2 separate regions of the Gasterosteus aculeatus genome follow, and region 2 is linked to region 1. Evidence: chromatin contacts called from public Hi-C data. All regions are on one chromosome and are shown on one strand. Each heading gives the region's core, a stretch centred on a gene start, on an enhancer-like site or on the middle of the called end of the contact. The rest is flanking DNA. Distances are from core to core; before and after follow the strand shown.

Region 1 (4,887 bases), core at 1,063-3,562:
AACGTATTAATGGGGGAATTTTCCATGACATTAACAGTATACACTGGCACGTCAAAGACTGGGTTGTTGTCATTAGAATCAATTACTTTGATATTTAACTGGACCGCGCCTATTTTAGGAGGGTCGCCTCCATCTTCTGCGCTAATTTCATACGTATAGTGGGACTGGGTCTCCCTGTCCAATGATTTTTGCACAACAAGCTCAGCAATTTTAGACCCATCCCCTCTGGTCTTTATGTCTAGTCCGAAAAGCTCATTCGGAGTGATGGAATATGATTGCACTCCAAAGGTCCCAGAGTCCGGATCGCTTGCCCCCTCTAGGGGAAACCTGGTACCAGGGGAGGCATTCTCGGAGATTTCAATGTCGATGTGGCTCGTTGGGAACCTGGGTGCGTTATCGTTCAAATCCTCAATTTCCACCTTGATGACACAGATCTCCATGTTTGACATTACTTCTAGGGAAATAATGCACTTAGGGTTCTGTCGACAAACCACATCCCGATCTATTTTCATTTGGGTTGTAAGGATTCCGGCGGGACTGAGTTCCACCCACCGTGGTTCTGAATTGGAAATAACCCTCAAGTACGGGGGCTGCAGCGCAATCTGAAATCCTTGCTTTAGCGCGTCCTTTGTCACGTTTCCAATTACTGACCCGGGCTTCATCTCCTCGTTTATTCCATACTTTAGGTTGATGACAGCCTCAGCCGCCACCCAATTTAAGACGAACACAGCAACGAATTGAATTAATTCCATCTCCTTGGTTTGCATTGTACCTGTTGAGTTTTTTTGTTGTTGTTTTTTTCTCCCCCTCAGCCTGACGAAGACCTCGCCAATTACGCACTAGAATTGCACGTCAGAGAAAATCGGAAAATCGTTCCAAATGAATCATCTCATTCAAATGTCCAGAAAAGTGTAAAAGGGGAGGAAAAGGTCTCTCCTAGGCAAACGATATCATGGCGTTAAAAGCTATAATTGTAAAAAGCCTATTTGACTCTTCTCGGGCAGAGCACATCCTCCGGTCTACTGCAGCGGGCGAAACATTGGGGACGACAGATCTGTGAAAACATGCTGAATCTCTTCTCACAACAGTGATCTAACCGTGTAAATCCGCGCAGCTCTCCTCAAGCGGCAAACCGGTCCTACACATGACTCATATGACAAACTGTCCATTTTCAAGTGGGCTGAAAGAAGGGGAAATAATTGGAGTGCATATATGGGAAATTCTTGTGAGCAAGTCCACAAAAATGTTCAATCTTCCGTGAGGATGAACGAGTCGGGGTCAAAAGTCCGTGTTAAATGATCCGCCCTGATGCCAGGAAATACTTAAGTCGCATTTTGGATAAACATATTGCTTTGAATGCGTGAGCTAATTCAAGCAGTGATAAAATGTCCTTTTCGGATTTCTGCTCTCCAACTACACATCGGACGTGAAAAAAAAAGCGAGCTCAAAGGATCAGCAGTCACAAAACGATTCAACAACTCCAGTCCGGATATCTGTTTCTAAAGAACGGGTGCGATTCATCACATCACTGAAGTCCCGATTACCTTTTTTTTTATTTCCAGAAGATTTTGTCTTTCATCCCCGCCGCAAGTCTTCCAGCTTTTACTTAATTTCCTTTGAAAAGGTTGCACGTATCCCGATAATTAGTCCATGCCACATACACAAAAAAAAAAGAAAAAGAAAAACGTTTGAGCCAAAAAGCCAGTTGTGCATCAACGATGAAAAGAGCCTACTGTATATGCAACACGCATTTCATGTTGGTCAGCAACAAAGCAGGACGCACAGTAGCCCCGTATCCAGCCTGGTTGGAGGCAGAAAGAAAAAACCCCGCAAACAAACAAATACAAAATAAATAAATAAAAAAAAACACCACTCTTTGCCAGTAGGCTGTGTTTGGTTGACTCGGAACAAGCGCTCCGCTCGCTTCGCTGGTGCACACTGGCGGCCGCGCAGCTCCGAGCCGAGCGCTCAGTCTCAGGACCTGCAATCCCCTCAGCCAATCAGGGGTTACACGGGAGGGCTGCGAGCTGCTGGTGGGCGGGGCGAAGCGCGCCAGCGGAAAACACGGCCAACTACCTGTTCTCCTCCTGCAGAGGGGCGATGCGATGGGCAAATCGCGGCGTACAAGTTGAGACACGACGCGAAGTGTGTTAGATGATCGAGAGAGCGGCGGTTCCGAAAGAAAAGTCCAGGGCGGGTATGGGGGAGGGGTAGTGGGGAGGTCTTTGAGGCGGTGTCATCGGTGCTCCGGGAAGAAGTGGAAGAAGAAAAGAGCCACGCGCTAATTTCTCCCAGTGGAGGCGCAGGGGAGATGCTAAGGATAACTTTTCACGGATGTGTCCTTGTGTTCTCTTACCAATGGGCACTTATTTGTACCGAGTCTCAATGGGGGACCCCGGAGGTTATTTCGATGGATCGGAGTTTTTTACCCTCAGTTTGAATCTCTGTACCAAAGCAGATGTTATTGCTGAAGAAACAACTGTCATTCCCTGCTTTTTTTCTATTGAATATTTACAGTTGCAACTGTGCGCATTATGTTGCACTATGCGTCTGAACGTACAGGCCACACCATGCTCCACCTCACTAAGATACATTCATTATAGATTATGGATTCCATGTAGTAGCATGAGGATGTCTATCCATCAGTGAGATCATTGCACACACTTTTGTCATAAGACTTATTAGCCTGAAGCGTCCTTATCAAACAAACCCCGCCGGGACGCACAGAGTTAAATATGTTATCCTTTAATAGTCTGTTTCACACCTGGATTTCACATTCACATACGTATAGATGAACAGCGGACAAGCCGAGTAGGAAGAAGGTTCAATAACAGAGATGATATTGCCTCCTATGAAAAAGAATTCGCTGTTAATTAGTTGGTTGGATCGTGCGTGTTTGTCAGAGTCCCCACGTAGAAAGGTTAATAATGAGGCGTCTGGACGTTGGCCTCTCTGGCCCGCCGCTAATCATGATAAGAAAACAAAACAACAAATCGATCATTAGCTACTCCGCGTGGCTCCCCAATTATCTCCACGTAACTCCGTCATATTGACGCTTAAAGAGACGCCCCGCTGACACGTGACAGCTGACCACTAAAAACAACTCTACCAAAGGGAAGCGGGGGGGAAAAGGAGGGGGGATATAAAATTCCTCTTGTTGCGCCACACATCCTTGAGATGCAAGCCACACTCGTTCACAGCCGGCCCCCCTTTTGCACACGCAAAGCACGCACGCAACGCACGCGCTCCTCCCATGCGGAGACGGGCTGCTCGCGGAGGAGCCGCCGTCACACACTTCCGAGGAAAGGCCGATTTCAAAGTCACAAGGGTGACACCTAGCGGCCGCAGCCGCAGCTCCGTTATTCCAACCTGTTCCTTTTTTATTTTATTTTTTTACAACCCCCACCCCCCCCAGACTGTTTCACCCCAATGCAGAACCACCGCAAGCCACACGAATAACAATGAAGCACATTGGCAAATCAATTTCCTCTTTATATTGGAATTTAAAGTCTGCCGTTTGACCACAATTAATATGCTGTCCAAAAGGTGAATTAGCTCTGAGCCATATACAATCATTGTTAATCAATAAAGAGGGATTGAACTGTGTATCATTAGGGGAATGAGGTCATTGTTGCGCAATATGTACAACTTAACAATTTACGTTTATATTTATGACACACACTTAAACTGTGTCAGTAAATTAAAGACTCGAGGATGAAAACTAGCAGCTTCACTGGACCTATTGCAGAGCACGAGAGGAACATGAAACCGCTTATGAAATTCACATTATATGACCATCTGTGTTCCTATATACTACAAGTTACACACAAGTAAAGGAAAGTCCACAATCACTCACCACCTGCATGAATAATTCTGTTATAGTGTACAATAAAAAAAAGGAGGTAATCTCGTATCATCATCATGCAATCTCCTAAAAGAAGCAGCGCTAAACGCCTCGGACGGGATATCCTTTCAGTGTAAATATAGTTTCCTGCTCTTGCATAAGGCAATCCCATCTCGACAAACAAGCCTAGTGTCAACAAAGCAACTTGTTTGCTCTTCCACAACACTTTTCAATACGTGTTGCAGTGGCATAAGGAGAGCGCCTGAAGACTCTTTAAGCTCATACATTCTTAATGTCACAGAGTTAAACAACCGTAGGCGCCGGCTGGGGACTTCCTCTTCCTCAGGGCTTTCTGATGGCTGTATGTACAACTTAGTGCATGGAACGTTTTGTATTTCTATCAGTCTGCAATGATGTTACAGTGGCTTGCAGTGGCCTCTCGATTCTAAGCCGAACAGGTACTAACGGGTAACAGTACCCAAGTCAAGACTAGACCGCTTGTGAGCAACTAATAAATAAGGCTTTTGTAATTGTACTTTGTGTCTGTAATGTAATCATGTGATTGATATTATCTTGCCAGAGAATTGGTACATCTCTGGAGGTTTAACCCTCGGCCTTCTTTGTTTTGCTACAGCGACACTTAAGAATAACGCAGCTTTTTCTTTATAGCGCCGTAATTTAGCCACAACGTATTTCTTTCTCTGAAAAGACTGGTGGCATATTTAATTCATGAGTTACAATCTAGCTCTCCCTTTCTGCTGTCAACGTTCCTTTGGCTCTTTTATTGATGTTCAAATTCCTCTTCCAACAATTTTTGTTGGTCGCTGGAAGAAATCAGGGAAAGTGATGATGGGAAGGTAATGTGTTCACTTTTCATGCTATTGAGGTTCCGGAGCGGACTCCTGTTTGTCACCTTCCTACAGTTCATTAACCAATATAGCTGTTCCCAAAGAATACCTAAATACATTTTCTATCAAACTGTTTGTTACATATCAACTCATCAAATGGATGAATAATTGAAAGTCCAAACTTGGGGTGGTGTG
Region 2 (5,176 bases), core at 318-2,817, 450 kb before region 1:
GTCTACATACGATTTATCAATTACGTCGGCGCTCGCCGCTGAATGGCTCGTCTTCAGGCGTTCATGCTTGGATTGACCTTTGCCGGCTGTGGAAGAAGTAAAGGTTTTGCTGTGACAGAGGATGGGTTTTCGTGGGAAGGATTAAGTCAACTCTGGCTCCCCCGGGGGGGGTGACGACAAAAAAAAGTTACTTTTCCATCACCATCCGTAGTCTTTTTCATTTGCTTTTCATCTTTTCATTCTTTCGGTCTTCGCTACCTTTCTTTCTATCCTTCCCTCCTTCTCCCCTCACTCATCTTCTCTCTATACAGCATATGTCTTTTCAAAGGCAGAAACAATCATTCCTCTTCAATCAGAAGGGGGGAGCTGGATCTCGTTATTTTGAAGGGAACATGAAAGGCTGAAGTGGTCACAGTATGCTGATATTGGATTGAACAGTGGCTGTGGCGGGGCTTTATAGTCTCTCTGTATTTGTGTTGGTGCGTGCACATGCTTGTATGTCCGTGCTTGTGGTAAGTAGTACCCCCCCACCCCAATGCAGTTCCAATAGCCTATGATAAAACGGCATGGATTTAGATATTGCACAGGAAAGACTGTGATGGAGTGCTTTAAGCGAGGAGGGAGGGGAAGAAAAGATTCTTCGTTCTTTCTGTTGATTGCATATTCTGGTACAACGGTACGTACTGTATGCACAGCCCCACAGCAGTGACGGAGCTTGTGAACACTGGCTACGCTCTCGGTTGTACGTCTCTCCCCCACAGCTCTGCCACACACCCAACGGCACCAGTCGGCATGCTCAGCTCGGCAGGAGGCTCCTGCAGGACGGCATTAGGCTCCGTAAACTTTATAGCATATTTTTACTACCCGCCTCTCTGTATGCAGCCGCCATCACATCCCATCGCATCTGCTTTAACTGTTCACACAGCTGTGAAATTCTGTGTACCCCCATGTTTTATGGCCGTCCCCCCCCCCCACCCCTCCTCCCGTCACTCCCCAATGTCTTTATTTGCTCCTTTTAGCTTTTTTGATATCGTCTCTACATCTGTGTATATTTAGTAAGTTATTTGCCGTGGTTGATGGAGTTGTCTGCTTTTTTCTCGATGTTATCGCGGGGAGTGCTTGCATTGGCTGATGTGACGATGCACTTGTGTTCGTAACCTTGCCAGGCTCTGTCATATTGTCCATTTCTAATCGTTCCGGAGTCAGACTCTGCACCGGCAAAACCGTGCACTTGCATTCCAATTGTTGTGCAGCACGCGCATACCGACATGCACGCGGGACTCGAGGACGGAGAAGGACAAAGAGGGGCAGCTGTTGGTGTTTGACCGGGACACATGGTCAAAGTAAGTGGAAACCAAAGTTGTTGTAGCTGTCGGGTTAGGACACCGTCCCATTGATTGGCTGTTTATAACGGCCCCCCCCGCCCTACTCTTGCAGTAAGCCCACCAGACCCCGTGGGAGCGTCTTTACTGCTCAGACAACTAGTCCACTCAGCACAACACTGACTAACAAGGTATAGTGTCTGCCTCTCGGCACCAGTGTTTTCATATCACTGTCATACTTGGATGCACAAGAGTAAAGCCACATAATCTCCTCATCAACAGCCAGGTTTCCCACGTTCCCCAGACAGCCCTGTGTTGTAATGATTGGTGACACGATCAAGGCCAGATCACTTGCTGTGTTATTGTCTGGCTTGCAGTTCCTTTTTCTAAGGGTGCTCAGGAGAGATGGGCCACAGTTTTCAAATGTCAGCCTTCAAGCATTAGCTCTTCATTTTTTTTTTTTTTTTTTGCAGTTTACCAGCACGCAGAAGGTTGATTGGCCTTCTTCTTGAGAGAAAGACGGAAAGAATGACCGAATGCACGAGTGCTCGACTGCATAGACTCGGAGGGGGGGGCACAAGGACTTGCGTTAATCTTTCTTTTTGCAACACGCACTTTTCATCGCTTTTTCATTTGCAGCTTTGTGAGGGACGACGGACGGTATTGGGTAGGTCTCCTGGGATGTTTCACAGCGGCGCTGATGCCTTCGGACCTCGGGTGCGTTGGGCTCGATGAGGCCGCCTCGTTCTCGACGCGCAGACACAGGAGCTGCTTATGCGCGGTCATCTTCCGCCTCCACTCCGACAGATGCGGGGAACAGCTGCGGCAGCTCTGCAGCCAGTGTTGTAGTACTGACGGCGAGCACTTGGTGGCAGTGGCTGCCCGTTGAATTAGCCCGTCGTTGCAGTGCTGGCGGGGCGGAGGGGGGTGGGGTAGAAAAGCCACACTGTTGCTACGGAATTGACCTGATGGGTTTCTGTGAGCCCACGCAACACGACGTTGTGTGTGCCACTAATGCCGTTTGTTAGACGTCTGATCTTTAATGCCGGAGAATAAGTATGAAACAGCTCAGCGGCATTCAAATTGGTCCGTGTTCTGTGATCGATACTTTCAACCGCCCACTTTAGACAGAGTGTGGAAAAAGACAGAGGACAGATTCGTCAATATTATCTTTTCCTTTAGAAAAAACTCAGAAGCGAGACCGCCTCTGACGTGGCGGAAGACAGCCGACCTCCGCCGGTCCACTCCGGCTTCTTTCCTTTTTAATTTTTCACACGATGGATCGCGGCCCCCGAGGAAGCAGATCTTCCTTTGCTTGATATCGACAGGGCCTGCTGTATTGACCGCTCTTTTATGCAGTCATACCTGAATTATTTACTAGACCGGTTCCCCTTCACACACACACACACACACACACACACACACACGCACACTAATAAACAGATGCTGTCCCACACCAACAACACATCAGTGATGCTTTCAGAACCACGCCATTGATATCACTGCCTTTCCCTTCTGGTTCCCTCTTAAATATTATGCCAGCTGACTGACACCACATCTCTGTCTCACTCGTTTTCTTTTTGTGCATCGCATTCGTCCGCGGTGGTTTTCCCTTTAGAAATATGAATTTCAAATCTCTTTTCTGACCCCACCTCTCCACGGGAGCTTCTTCTGCTTATCGACACGCTGAGCTCTTGACATGACACAGATTCTTGGCCACATCTGCTGAAACACGCTCTCGGTCGAGTGTTGCTTTGATTTATGACCCCCTTGTTTTTTTTGTTTTTTTTAGCATAGACACCGTGACCGAGAGCGGCACGTCTTTGCCCCCCCCCGCATATGCTCTGCGTACTATTTCCACTTCCTCCACCTTGTGTTTTGGCTCAGGTGCCCTCAGTAACATCAATTTTTAATGCACAGCCATATGGTGGTCTTGTTTTTTTCTTTAGTTATTATGCCAAAAGAATACGGTACAATAAAGAGAAGAAAATGTAACAACCCCTGCTCATATTTTCACATATGTTGTAAAGGCTTTTCGGCTCCATCAAATAGTGGTCAGATTGTATCAGCCACTTCTTTAGAATGGAGACAATTTGTAGATATTGGCCAGAGGTTGATTTGATGTCAGGCGTAAAGTGTTAGACTCAGCGTGAGAGAGGTGACATCCAATCACGTTCAAATGGCTGCTGACCTCTCCCTTTATCTCCTGAGTGGTCTTGCGAGATGATCTTTTTAATGCTGATTGACTCAATATTTTCCTCACAGTTGAGATTCCGGTCTTGAATCAAAAAATGGTTTGTCATTGCCGGAAAAAAAACAAAACACACACATACACACAGGGCCTCACAATGCAGACCTGTGATGTGTATAATTACTCAGTCATTTTATAAGACAAGCAGCAAATCCAGAGTCATGTGTGAGGTGTTTTTTCCTCTTACTCCTGTCACGATTTCCCATGTTAGCTTTCAGCTGGCTGTCTGCGCTGCCGACGGGTGTTGTTTGCTAGATTGTTTGTGTGTCACCTCGCGTGTCTGCGAGCGAGGAGGAGAAATTTTCTACCACAAAAGAATGAAATTGAGAGGGGGAAAAAAAAAAGTTCCTTCCAAGCCCTGCAAGTAAGAACAAAAGAGAAGAAAAAAATCTTGATGTTATTATGCCGGCGTTCTGAGCTTCTGATATAAATGAACTGAGGGTTCTAAAATTGTCATTTGAATTATGCCTTTCATCTCCCCATGGTTTTTAGTGAAGCAGTTCAGCCCAAGTCTCTGGTGGATGTTTTTTTTTTTTTTCTCCCCGTGTTTGCATTCCTGAACAAGCGCCGTAACTGTAATGAATTCTATTATTTTAAAACCAATTACTGTTAGTTGGAAGCCTTTCCCGCTCGTCGTCGCGCTCTCTGAGGAATAGCGCTGTTGCCGCGCCGACTGCGCTCCGACCTGACGGTGTTTCTTCCAGTTTCTCTACCCAGCCATGCTAATGTAGCTTTCCGGTGGTGCCATGCAGCACCTCCTTCACACACAGCATGGCTGTTCACAAGAGACAGAATTTAAGGAATCTCAGCACTTAAGGAATTTTTTGAGGAATGATTTTAGTTGAACAGCATTTTGTGTAATTTAATAATCTAGAATGTTGGAAAAGGAATCTAGAGGAATAGCAGCATAAGTGGCCCCATAATTTTCTGTGGCAGGGTTAGATAAGGACTTCATTTATTGTTACGTTACATTTTTGGTTTCAAAGAAGGGATTTGTTTCACACTACGTTTTTATCAAAGAAAATCAATTTTCATCACAGTCAGTAAATGTCAAATGAGACAAAAATAGTCCAATTGTTTTGTAGAATATGACACGAGACATCTCAGAATCTAATTTTCAAGTTGACTTTTAATTCTCTTTAGGTTTATTAATATACAATACTAAAATGAAAAAGAAAAATCAAAGAAATTCGTACAAAGTTTCAAGGCTTGCACAAAAGAGGGGCAGTGTGCTGTGTGTGTGGGGGGGCAGACAAGGTTTGAAAGGTATTTAATTCTTCCCCTTTTTTACTCACTATGTGTAATTAATGCTTCGTGGAGCAACAATGGAGTGTCGCTTAAAATCACGTTGGACGCCGCAATGTTCTTTGTTCATAATAATTATATTTCTTCATGATTACCAAAGACTTGTAGAGACACTTTTACAAACCCTATTACAAAGTTTCTTTTCTGCGCTGCTCTCCATTATTTCATTTTCTAAACACAGGACTAATTAGATCCGTGCTCAGCCAGTGATTGAATGGGAACCTTTTTCGTTTGCTTTTTTCTTTCTACCTCCAATAGAGCCACTTCCAGTTACTCAAAACTCTGGTGGGCGACTTTA

The links. A called contact is a pair of places that touch in the nucleus more often than the background predicts.
Region 2: a Hi-C map of whole body shows a contact between it and region 1, with 3 times the contacts expected there. The contact joins the enhancer-like site here to the promoter of pcdh19 in region 1. A contact is called at or near these places in 2 of 6 Hi-C or Micro-C datasets (skeletal muscle and whole body).

The regions. Positions count from the first base shown.
Region 1 is chr4:6,892,090-6,896,976 of fGasAcu3.hap1.1, reverse strand. It overlaps pcdh19 (protocadherin 19), which reads right to left and starts at 2,312. Exons shown (of 5, transcript XM_040173616.2): 1 at 1-2,312. The coding sequence starts at 767.
Region 2 is chr4:7,336,367-7,341,542 of fGasAcu3.hap1.1, reverse strand. The region is part of intron 6 of diaph2 (diaphanous-related formin 2); the gene reads left to right. Among protein-coding and RNA genes, the nearest start is that of diaph2, 32 kb to the left of the region's middle. Within about 2 kb of position 1,567, at least 1 of the 9 cell types and tissues checked has open chromatin away from gene starts, as enhancers often do.